Linked DNA regions of Pan troglodytes: region 1 is linked to region 2. A link is a contact called in public Hi-C data. All regions are on one chromosome and are shown on one strand. Each heading gives the region's core, a stretch centred on a gene start, on an enhancer-like site or on the middle of the called end of the contact. The rest is flanking DNA. Distances are from core to core; before and after follow the strand shown. Region 1 has its middle 160 kb from the start of ST6GALNAC3. Region 2 holds the start of ST6GALNAC5 (ST6 N-acetylgalactosaminide alpha-2,6-sialyltransferase 5).

Evidence for each region. Hi-C and Micro-C count contacts between places; a contact is called where the count stands out from the background.
Region 1: a contact with region 2 is called in a Hi-C map of induced pluripotent stem cells, with 1.7 times the contacts expected there. The contact joins the enhancer-like site here to the promoter of ST6GALNAC5 in region 2. A contact is called at or near these places in 2 of 7 Hi-C or Micro-C datasets (induced pluripotent stem cells and stem cell-derived neural progenitor cells) and 1 of 1 datasets of contacts at active chromatin or transcription factors (stem cell-derived excitatory neurons).

Annotation. Positions count from the first base shown.
Region 1 is chr1:154,865,430-154,870,319 of NHGRI_mPanTro3-v2.0_pri, reverse strand. No RefSeq gene overlaps it. Among named protein-coding and RNA genes, the nearest start is that of ST6GALNAC3, 160 kb to the right of the region's middle. Within about 2 kb of position 2,794, at least 11 of the 24 cell types and tissues checked have an H3K27ac peak or open chromatin away from gene starts, as enhancers often do. A contact at or near this core is called in induced pluripotent stem cells, where this site is marked.
Region 2 is chr1:154,150,926-154,155,934 of NHGRI_mPanTro3-v2.0_pri, reverse strand. ST6GALNAC5 (ST6 N-acetylgalactosaminide alpha-2,6-sialyltransferase 5) reads left to right here and starts at 1,903. Exons shown (of 5, transcript NM_001037308.1): 1 at 1,903-1,917; 2 at 2,723-2,965. The coding sequence starts at 1,903.

The sequences.
Region 1 (4,890 bases), core at 1,545-4,044, 710 kb before region 2:
CTAGACATTGTCTCTACAGAGGATGAATCTGGAATTCAGAAAGATGATGGAGGCCCACTGTGGAGGAGCCAGTTCTTGAGAGTTGGGTGAGAATCCAGGCTTCCTGACTCCTGCTGCAGTGCCCTTTCCACTTGGCTACTTAAGGCAGAAATTTAAATTTGTGATGACTTTTGAGGCATACTGTACCTGATTCATGGAACAATATTGTCCTTCCCACCATGGGCTCTTTAGTCTTTCTTGGAGTGAAAAATTGTCAAAAGATTAAATCCTATTTGGGAGCCAGAGAAAAAGCAAAAGAATGGCTGAGCGTGTAAATAAAGTCTCCTAGGAAGATCATATTTTTGAAGGCATTTATTATTCATATCTTTTTGTCATTGTCGTGTTGTAAGTGTTTACCTGGGCTTCTAGCTTTTTGCTTTTCCAAAGACACTGCTGATCCATCCTAGAAGAAGCTGACAGCTATCACCTTAACACTGGCTTATTGCTGTCCAGGTTATTTAAGATGCGGAGGAAATCTTATCACAGAGAAGCAGCTTCTAAACATGTCCTGCCAAGGGGGTGATGAGGTAAAGACTGCCCAGGCGGCCTTGTGCACACCACATAATTGTGGAGCCACTTTGATGAAAGGGTCTGGATTATTTGCAAAGTCTTGTGCTAGGTGAAGGTGGGCTCTTTCTTAAATTCTGAAATGCCCATGAGTCTTTGGTAATGTTCATAGTGAAGCATCTGAGCTGAGCCTGAGGCTTCCTAGGAGGCTGTGCCAAGGACAAAACACACTGAGGATGTTGACCATGGCCTCCTGACAGAATGAAAGGCCCCCACAGTTTCAATTTAAACCGTAAACATTTAAATAGAAAATAAAGTGCTGGTGTATGACTCTGAACTTGTGAGACTAGCTGAAAACACCATTTTGACCGTTGGGCAGAGATTTCCCATCATGGGATCAGCCATAGACCATATCCACTGGGAACATGGAGAAAAGGTTTAGAGGTTCCACCAACATTTTCCCTAATTCTTAGATGCCTTTTGGTGGTTGAATTCTGTCCTTATTTTCTTATTTACCTGAAGCCCAAAATATAAGCTCTATAATGTGGTCATTCATAAACCTTTAGGGATATTCATATTGGAAAATGTTGTGCAAGTCTTATTTTAGAGTTCCCAGAAGGGAATTACTGGACCTTAAGATATGCACGTTTTGAAGATATTGGATACAACTGGTCTCCAGAAGTGGGAAGACCATTTTTGCTCCTTTTAATAGTGGTGTCTGGTGTCTCTTTCCTCAGATATTCAGTAATGGATATGTCATGCTTTTTCATTTTGCCCTTCTGATAGGTGGAAAATGATGTAACATCCTTAATTTAAGTTACATTTTTTGAATGCCATTGTGAATTTTTTTTTCCCTATAGCTATTGCCTATTTGCATACTCTCTGAAGTTGCCCGTTCTTGAAGGACACTGATAATGTTCTCCTCCCCTGCCCTTTCCTTTTTGTTGCCAGAATAACCTAATCTAAACCTGACACTCCATCTCTTCTTCCCCAGGGCTCCTATAGACCCATAGGCGGCTAGAGTGTACCTGTGAGCCTCTGGGGAGATGTCTCACCGCCAGAGAGCTGTCCCCAGCTCAGGACCTCACCTGCCTGTGTGTGCGAAATTACACCTGAGATGGAGTGGCTGTGTCCAGCTAACAAAGCCATTTGGGGAGGGGATTTCAAGCATGGGTATTCCTTGTTCACTTTAATAAAACATGGCATGAATTCAGGCAAAGGGACTTACTCCTTACTCCCTCACCTCAGATTTTTCTGTGTTTTGCTGTTGGTATAACTTGTCCTGTGTTGCTAAGTTTTAAACATATCTATATTTTGTTTAAAACACTAACCATGGCTTTGTTTGAGTGACTTATTTTTATGTCCTAAGGAGTTGACCTAGACAGGGGACAGTTAGTCATATTCTGTATCAGGCCAATGCCTCTGAGCCCCTTCCCTTCTCGTTTTTCTCTGTCTGAAGTGATGCTCTTGGCTGGCCCCATTTTGCTGTTTGTCCAAACGGGCGCCCCTCAGCAATGGGCAACTTTCTCCATTTTGGTGTCTTATCTAAGACCTTGCCCACTGGCTTAAAGAGTTGGCTTGGGTTCCTTCACAGTGATGAGTTGCCTGTCCCGCGGTCTGTAGTCGGGAGGGCTTTTTCCGTGATGAGAATGAGCTGCAAACCCAGGCAAACACTGATCAGGAGAGACATGAAACCCAACCTGGCCCAGTCGGCTTAAAAATAGTCCAGTCATTTCACCCCGGGAATTTTCTCTTGCTTATGTGGGTGGACAATTCTCTTGGAACACCACCAAGATCATGAGGAGGAGAAAACAGAGCAGGCACCAACCACATGAATCCAACCCAGGCTGACCCCGTAGCCGGTGGTGCATTGGCCCTCACAGGTTTGCACCCTGCATGCAGGGCCCTTTCTCCCCCACGAGAGGGCGATCTCGTCACTCTTAAAGCAATCGTACTGGGGAACACTCAGGTTGTTTCTTAGTGAAGTCCCCGAAGAGCACTGCATTTAAGCTGCTACTTTGTGTCTCAGCTTCTACTTTCAAGGTTTGTTATGAATGTAAAGACATTCTCCAACTCAAGCAAGTGTGGGCAATATTAGGGTCTGGAAACGCCTGTTGCAAATGAAGCACAGCCACTGCTTGTTTGTGTTTCGTTAGTGAAACGTGATTGTAACCCAGGGTTTTTGACGCTCACAGAAGCATCCGCCTTGGTAATGCTGTACATCCAGGCTGCTCTTCTTTGTCCCTAACCTGGTTGCAACGTGGCCGTAGCATGCTTGTGTTGACATCTGACAGGAGATGAGGACTTGACTTCCTGGGCTGATCTTGCTTATTTTGGGGAGAGCAGGAGTGCCCGTGGTTAGTGTGGATCAGCCTGACAGGAGATTTTCTATTGAGGGAGGATTTAAGACTGCATGCAGGCAAGGGAAATACAAGCCATATTTCACCAGCTCAATACACCAGGGAGCGCTACCATTTAACAAAAACCACCATTCTGACTTCCGGGTTTTTAAGTCATCTGGCAGCCACTGGGTGGGGTCAGTTTCTTGGCCCTTGATTAGAAGTTCCTTCTGATTACAAAACACCTCTTGATTGAAATCTTTGCATTTTCTTTGCATTTGCATTTCCACCAATCTTTTTATTTTTTATTTTTTTTTGCCTTGGAGGATGTGTGTGTGTGAGGGTGACCTTCTCTTTATTTGTGGGAATCGGGGAGTGCCCTCCTCCCTACAAAGTCACTATAAAGCTACGGGCTGTGCTGCCCTTGGTACAGGGTCTAGAAGTGGTTGTTGGGTGGTGACCAGCACAGTGACAGTTTATTTCCTGGACCTTTGAACCTAAATTCCCACAGGAAGAACATAAAGGACTCAGCAAATCTTGCCCCCCGACCCCCGTCTCCTCCATGCGCCTACACTGGAGCCATGAGTACTACTGCTACCGTCACTACAGCCAAATTATTATAGAGAATTACTATGTGCCAGGCATGGGTAATTTTTGGTTGTTTTAATCAACTTTGTTTCAAACAGCTTTAGATTTGCAGAAAAACTATGAATATAGCAAGAGTTCCCCCACTTTCTCCTTTTTTTATTTATTTTATTTTATTTTTTTGAGACGGAGTCTCTCTCTGTCGTCCAGGCTAGAGTGCGGTGGCGCAATCTCGGCTCACTGCAAGCTCCACCTCCCGGGTTCATGCCATTCTCCTGCCTCAGCCTCCCGAATAGCTGGGACGAGAGGCGCCCGCCACCACGCCTGGCTTTTTTTTTTTTTTTTTTTTAATATTTTTAGTAGAGACAGGGTTTCACCGTGTTAGCTAGGATGGTCTCGATCTCCTGACCTCGTGATCCACCTGCCTTGGCCTCCCAAACTGCTGGGATTACAGGTGTGAGCTACCGCGCCCGGCCTCCTATTTTTAACATATAGTTTCTCCTGTTGTTGTTGTTGTTTTAATCATATTAGCATAACACATTTGTTACAATTAGTGAAGGAATATTGATACATTATTATTAACTGAAGCCAATACTTTATTCGGATTTCCTTTATTTTGACCTGGTGTCCTTTTTCTGCTCCGGGAGCCTACCCAGGATACCGCCTTACCTTAGTTGTCATGTCTCCTTAAGATCCTGCTGGCGGTAGTGGTTTCTCAGACTTTAAACTTGTTTTTAATGACCTTGACAGTTTTGAGGAGTACTGCTCAGGAGTTTAGTAGAAGGTTCCTCTTTTGGAATTTGTCTAAGGTTTTCTAATAATTAGACTGGGGTTATGGGTTTTTGAGAGGAAGAAGGCAGAGATAAAATGCCATTCTTATCACATCATATTCAGCGTATGTATTATTAACATGACTTAACATTGTAGATGTTGAACGTCATCACCTCGCTGAGACGGTGTTTGTCGGGTTTCTTCTCTGTAAAGTTACTGTCCCCTCTCCCTTTTTTATACTGTACTATCACAAGAAAGTGACCACGTGTAGTCCACACTTAAGGAGGGGGAGTTATATTCCACCCTCAGAGAGCACAGTACCTATAAACATTTTTGAAATTTCTCTGCACAGAAAATTTCTCTCTTCTTCCCCATTTATTTACGTATTCAATTGTTTATTTCTATCAATATGGACTCATAGAGATTTATTCCATACTTTGAGTTATAATCAAATAGTATACTACTAGATTTTGTTTGTTTGTTTGTTTTGCCTCTGGGAGCTCTTTCACGTGACTCCTGTGTCCCTTTGACACACCCCCATCATTGCGGGTTTTTGTTTTTGAGCTGTTTCTTTCTTGCTTTCTTTGTGGCACTCACTACAAGATACTCCAGGATTATCTTGTACATCTTCTGCCCTAGTCCTTGAATC
Region 2 (5,009 bases), core at 654-3,153:
AAAACCCATAAGCTTAATGAATTTGGTCAGACATACAGTGTAACAGATGTCCAACATGCTGCCATGAACTTAAATCATAGATATGATGCCTCTGTTTGGCATGGCAAAATATATTAGAACTGTTTCATCAGTCACTAGGCAACTTGCTAGATGGAGGGGGAATAATCCTGAAAAATGCAGGAGCTGCTTCTAATAGCATCTAAAAGGATCCCTGGAGAAACACAGATAATCTGCTTGCAATGATTCATCAAGTTGGTCCTTTGTTTCATTAATTTGAGTGTCAAGTGCAACCATACAATAAAGAATTGCCAAGACCTGGTAAGATTCTCCTCTGGCTGCTGCTTTTCCTGCCCTAACAACTGGTACTATTCATGCCTAAAGCACAAACTGAATAAATAGTTTCAAGGCTGGCAATGTTGGACAGTGCTTCCTATTTTGCTTTTCCTTGAAAGGCTAAATCGTGTGCTTTCTTGACCTCTCCCAAACACGTTGCACTGATATTCATTATTGCACCAATAATTTTAACTTTCTTAATACTAAGTATGGAAGGATGCCTCATAAGATAAAAATAGTTCCTGTTGTATCATCAGTCCAGCAATAGATTAGGGAAGATTAAAAATGGATTGTAATGCCTTCTTTGGCCTTGAGAAAGCTCTTATTGTGCCCATGGTTCAGTAGGCCTGCTGATCATTTCCATCTTAATGTAATCTTTAACATTACACTGCTACAGGTGAGATGTTAAGTAATACATTAAGACAACTATTTTCACTGAGCAATTTCACAAGAAATATGTTTTTAGCTAAATTAGACATTTAACAAATGCCATTTGTAATTCAATGCAGAGGAGACAGCATCCTTAAAACAAGCTATTGATGTGACTTTCCCAACATAAAACAATACTTATGTTTTTTTAATTTTAATTGAAGTCCTGAATGTGAAATTATCGCCGTCAGTGCAGTAGACCAACGGAAAGCACCAAAGACCTTAGGATTATGAAATAAGCCATATGCAGTTTTATCTCTAGCAGACAGAAGTTCTTCATCCAAATTAGGAAGAATCTACAGGTCAAGTTAATCATGTAGCTGTGACGTGCTGAATGTTTTTAAAACTTTAAGATCATTTAGATGAACACTAGGAAACTCAGAGGTCAGGCAGAAATATAAATTGTAATATTTAATGAAAATAATAAATGAAATAATTGAGATGAAATATTGTGATCTAAAGAATGCATGAGAATAACTGAATCTGATAAAGTAAAATTAAGAGAGAAGAGAAAATAAGAAAGTGAGCAATTGAAAAACGGAACAATAAATAATTTTTTAAGAAAAATAATTTCATCATATATTTCTCTATGCTACGTACATAAATGCAAACGCTATAAATAGAGTTATTGACATTTGGGAGGTTGATTTGTTTTTATCAACATCGCAAAACAGAAAATTTAGTTTGCAGATTTTCACATGGCTATCACGTTCAGAATCCAATCAGGTTCTCCTTTACTACTTGATGACTTCTTTAAAGATAAATAAGCCCGCGGACCAAGAAGTGGGTACACTGGCTCGGTTAACTCTCTCTCCCCAGAAATTTCACTACTGAAAAGATTATTATTTGGGGGCGGGGAAGGGGATGCAGAGGTCTTTAGGACCCAGCAGGCGGCGGCAGGCGGCAGTTGTGTAGATCGCTGAGAGACTACGAGGGTCCGGTTCAGTTTTAATTCTGTCTCTAATCTCTGCAACAGCCGCGCTTCCCGGGTCCCGCGGCTCCCGCGCGCGATCTGCCGCGGCCGGCTGCTGGGCAAAAATCAGAGCCGCCTCCGCCCCATTACCCATCATGGAAACCCTCCAGGAAAAAGTGGCCCCGGACGCGCGAGCCTGAGGATTCTGCACAAAAGAGGTGCCCAAAATGAAGACCCTGATGGTGAGTCAGTTGTGGCAACTCCACCGGGCAAAGAGGGGGATCCCCGGGCTCAGGGTCCACGGGACGCACCGTGGAGACTCCGGGACGCCTAACCCTGGGCCGCGAGGTCGCCTGTTACAAAGGGACAACTTTCTACCCGCTCCGCGTTCCCTCCCGATTCTCCAGCTCTGCCTGGCTCGGAATCCCAGAGCCAGGATGGGAACTCGGGGTTGCCTCGCCTCCTAGATCTCCGGCGAGAGGTCCGAGGGGGTGGCGGAGAGCTGCAGGAGCGATGGAGGAGTGGGCAGATTGCTCAAGGGATGGGGGTGCCCAAAAGCAACAGCCTGCCAAAAACTAAGAGGGACGGGGAGGGGGGACCTTTGCAGACTTTCTTCGTTTTCTTAGATTTCAAACTTGCAAGGATCGCAAGGATCCAGGGCCCCAGGAAAGGAGGGGTGTGAAGGACTCAAAATTCCAGCAGCTTGGCTGGGGTGGCTGCGCCAGACGGGCCCTTCCCCAAAGTGCAAACCCACCCCTGTCCTCGGCCCGGCGCGCTCCCTCCCTCAGCCCGGGGCCGTACACCATCTGCCCTCTACCGAGAGATCTGGGCGGCGGCGGCCGAAAGCAGCGACGCGCCCGGAGCATCCCTTGCGGTACGCGAGGGGACGGTGCTTTCTCTGTCCCAGTTGCGTGCGGCGGGGCTGGGGCCCAGGCCGCCCCAAATCTCCCCCACTAGAGTGACCACGGCGCAGTTGTCCCCGCTGGGCGCGCTCCTCCGGTGTCTGCGCTCAGCCGCTCTCCTCTTCTCTCTCCCGCCCGCCCGCAGCGCCATGGTCTGGCAGTGTGTTTAGCGCTCACCACCATGTGCACCAGCTTGTTGCTAGTGTACAGCAGCCTCGGCGGCCAGAAGGAGCGGCCCCCGCAGCAGCAGCAGCAGCAGCAACAGCAGCAGCAGGCGTCGGCCACCGGCAGCTCGCAGCCGGAGGCGGAGAGCAGCACCCAGCAGCGCCCCGGGGTCCCCGCGGGACCGCGGCCACTGGACGGATACCTCGGAGTGGCGGACCACAAGGTGACAGCATGCCCGCCAGCCCGCTCGCCACTCAGCCTGGGGATCCCGCACACCTGAGCCTTCCCCCTTTCCCGGGGCTGGGAGGCGCTGTGAGTAGGTGCCGTTCGAAGGCTGGAGGGGAGTGGACCCGCTGGGGTAGGGTGGGCTAGTTCCAACTTGGTATGAATTCTTATTTGGAGAAAGACACAAAGTTTTGTAGAAAATAGGGGTGAGGTGCGTGGACCCCAAAGCCTAATTTCCCAGCAGAAATCGGCCCTGGAACTATAACTCCCTGATCCCCAGAATTGCAGCTGCGGATGGAGGTCCGGTTCCTGAAGCCTCGGGTTTGGCCGCCGAGTCGCTCCCTGGTGGGAGGAAACTGGGGTTGGCGCGGGTACCAGCCTGAGCGTTCCTCTGACCCGGAACCGGAGGGTGAGCGCAGCCAGCCCGCGGCCACTGCTCGGGATCCAGCGTTCCCCTCTGATCTCTCCAGCGCATTGCTTTGGGCTGAATTCTCTCAGCCCTGGGGAGTGGTGCCCAGGCAGGCATGGAAGACTTGAGGGACACACTCAGCTTCCATTGGTTTGAAACTCATCATTGTGAGCCTGTCTTCCTCTGCCTTCCGGGAAGCTGCTGCATGGGGTGGCTAATAATTAATAAGATGAATTTTTTAAAATTGGGCCTCCTTTCCCTGGAATAATAAATATCTGGTTTCAGTGTGTGAAGCCTCTGGGAGAATCCTAATCAAGTTTGCTGATTCTGAAGATATTTTAATACAGTTTAAATGTATCCGCCATTATTTGAAGCTGCTCGTATGTTTTTATTAAAACACAATTCCACTCTCTATCTGCTTTATAAAGCTAGAGGATTTCTTGAAATCTCCCAATTATTCTTTTTGTTTTACTAAATTTTATGGTTGTGAACCGAAGTAATATATAGTAGATGCTCCTTTTGTGTGCAAAGATCACTCTAACCATGCGTGAAAAAGCCAAACTTTTTAAAAAGTGGCATTCAAAATATTGCCACACACCTGTTTAATGCATGATGCTAAGGATTTGAAAGGTATAAAAGAATTTAAGGCAGGACCCAGTCTTACGGATCTTTAAATACCTGAGGACAGAACAATATACCATGAAATGTGTGTAGATGGATAAACCAATAGATAAAAATGTGTAATAAATGCTAGATATGAACAGTACTGTAGGGGTGCAAAAATGAGAACGATGACTTCCCTGGAAAGATCAAGGAAAGCTTCTTTGAAAAAGTGGAATTTTGCAATGAGAAGAATTCAGGGAAGCAAAAAAGGAGGAATCAATTTCATTAGGAAGTGATTATTTATTTATTTATTGTTGTGGCAGGAGCAGGGGTTGGGGGGTGGGGGTGTTAGTAGACTTAAAATCCAAAAGCAGAAGGCTATCAATTTTACAATTACAGCTTTTGTTTCCGCTCTTAGTTGTTGATTGATGCTTTGTATCTGCATGTGCAAGCAACCGATAAGGGCTGGAGTTCCAGGAAAGTTTAGACATTAGCTTCTGACTGTAGATGGCTGTGGCGTTTATGTGTAACTGGTGTATGATGGATATACTGAGATCATGGATTTCCATGGCTATTGTTTGGTGGAAATTACTATCTAACACTTGTGAAGCTTTGATTAATGGCAGCATCAAAAGGTAAATTTGCTGAAAGTTTTGATCAGCTTTTGGGAAAAGATTTCTAATACTTTTCTTCCTGTGTTCTTCTGCTGGACAGACACCAGCTAAGAATATTGAGAGCTTAATGCAAAGTATAATACCCTAATGCTGATGTTCAAAACAATGGTTATTGACCACAAATATGTTTGATTTCAATTTTTGTTTATCAGAGCTTTATTTTATTGAAACAAAGAACAGTCCTTTTCAATTTGGAGGGCGGGATGTTGATACCCTACATGGGAAATTGAAATGATATTTAGTAAAAGGGTTTTACAAATTGTGAAGTGCTATATGAATGATAAATATTGTGTGAAAGTCATTGGAATTCCTAGTAGAAGAAGGTCTTTAGAGATAATTATGAATATCAATGAAAT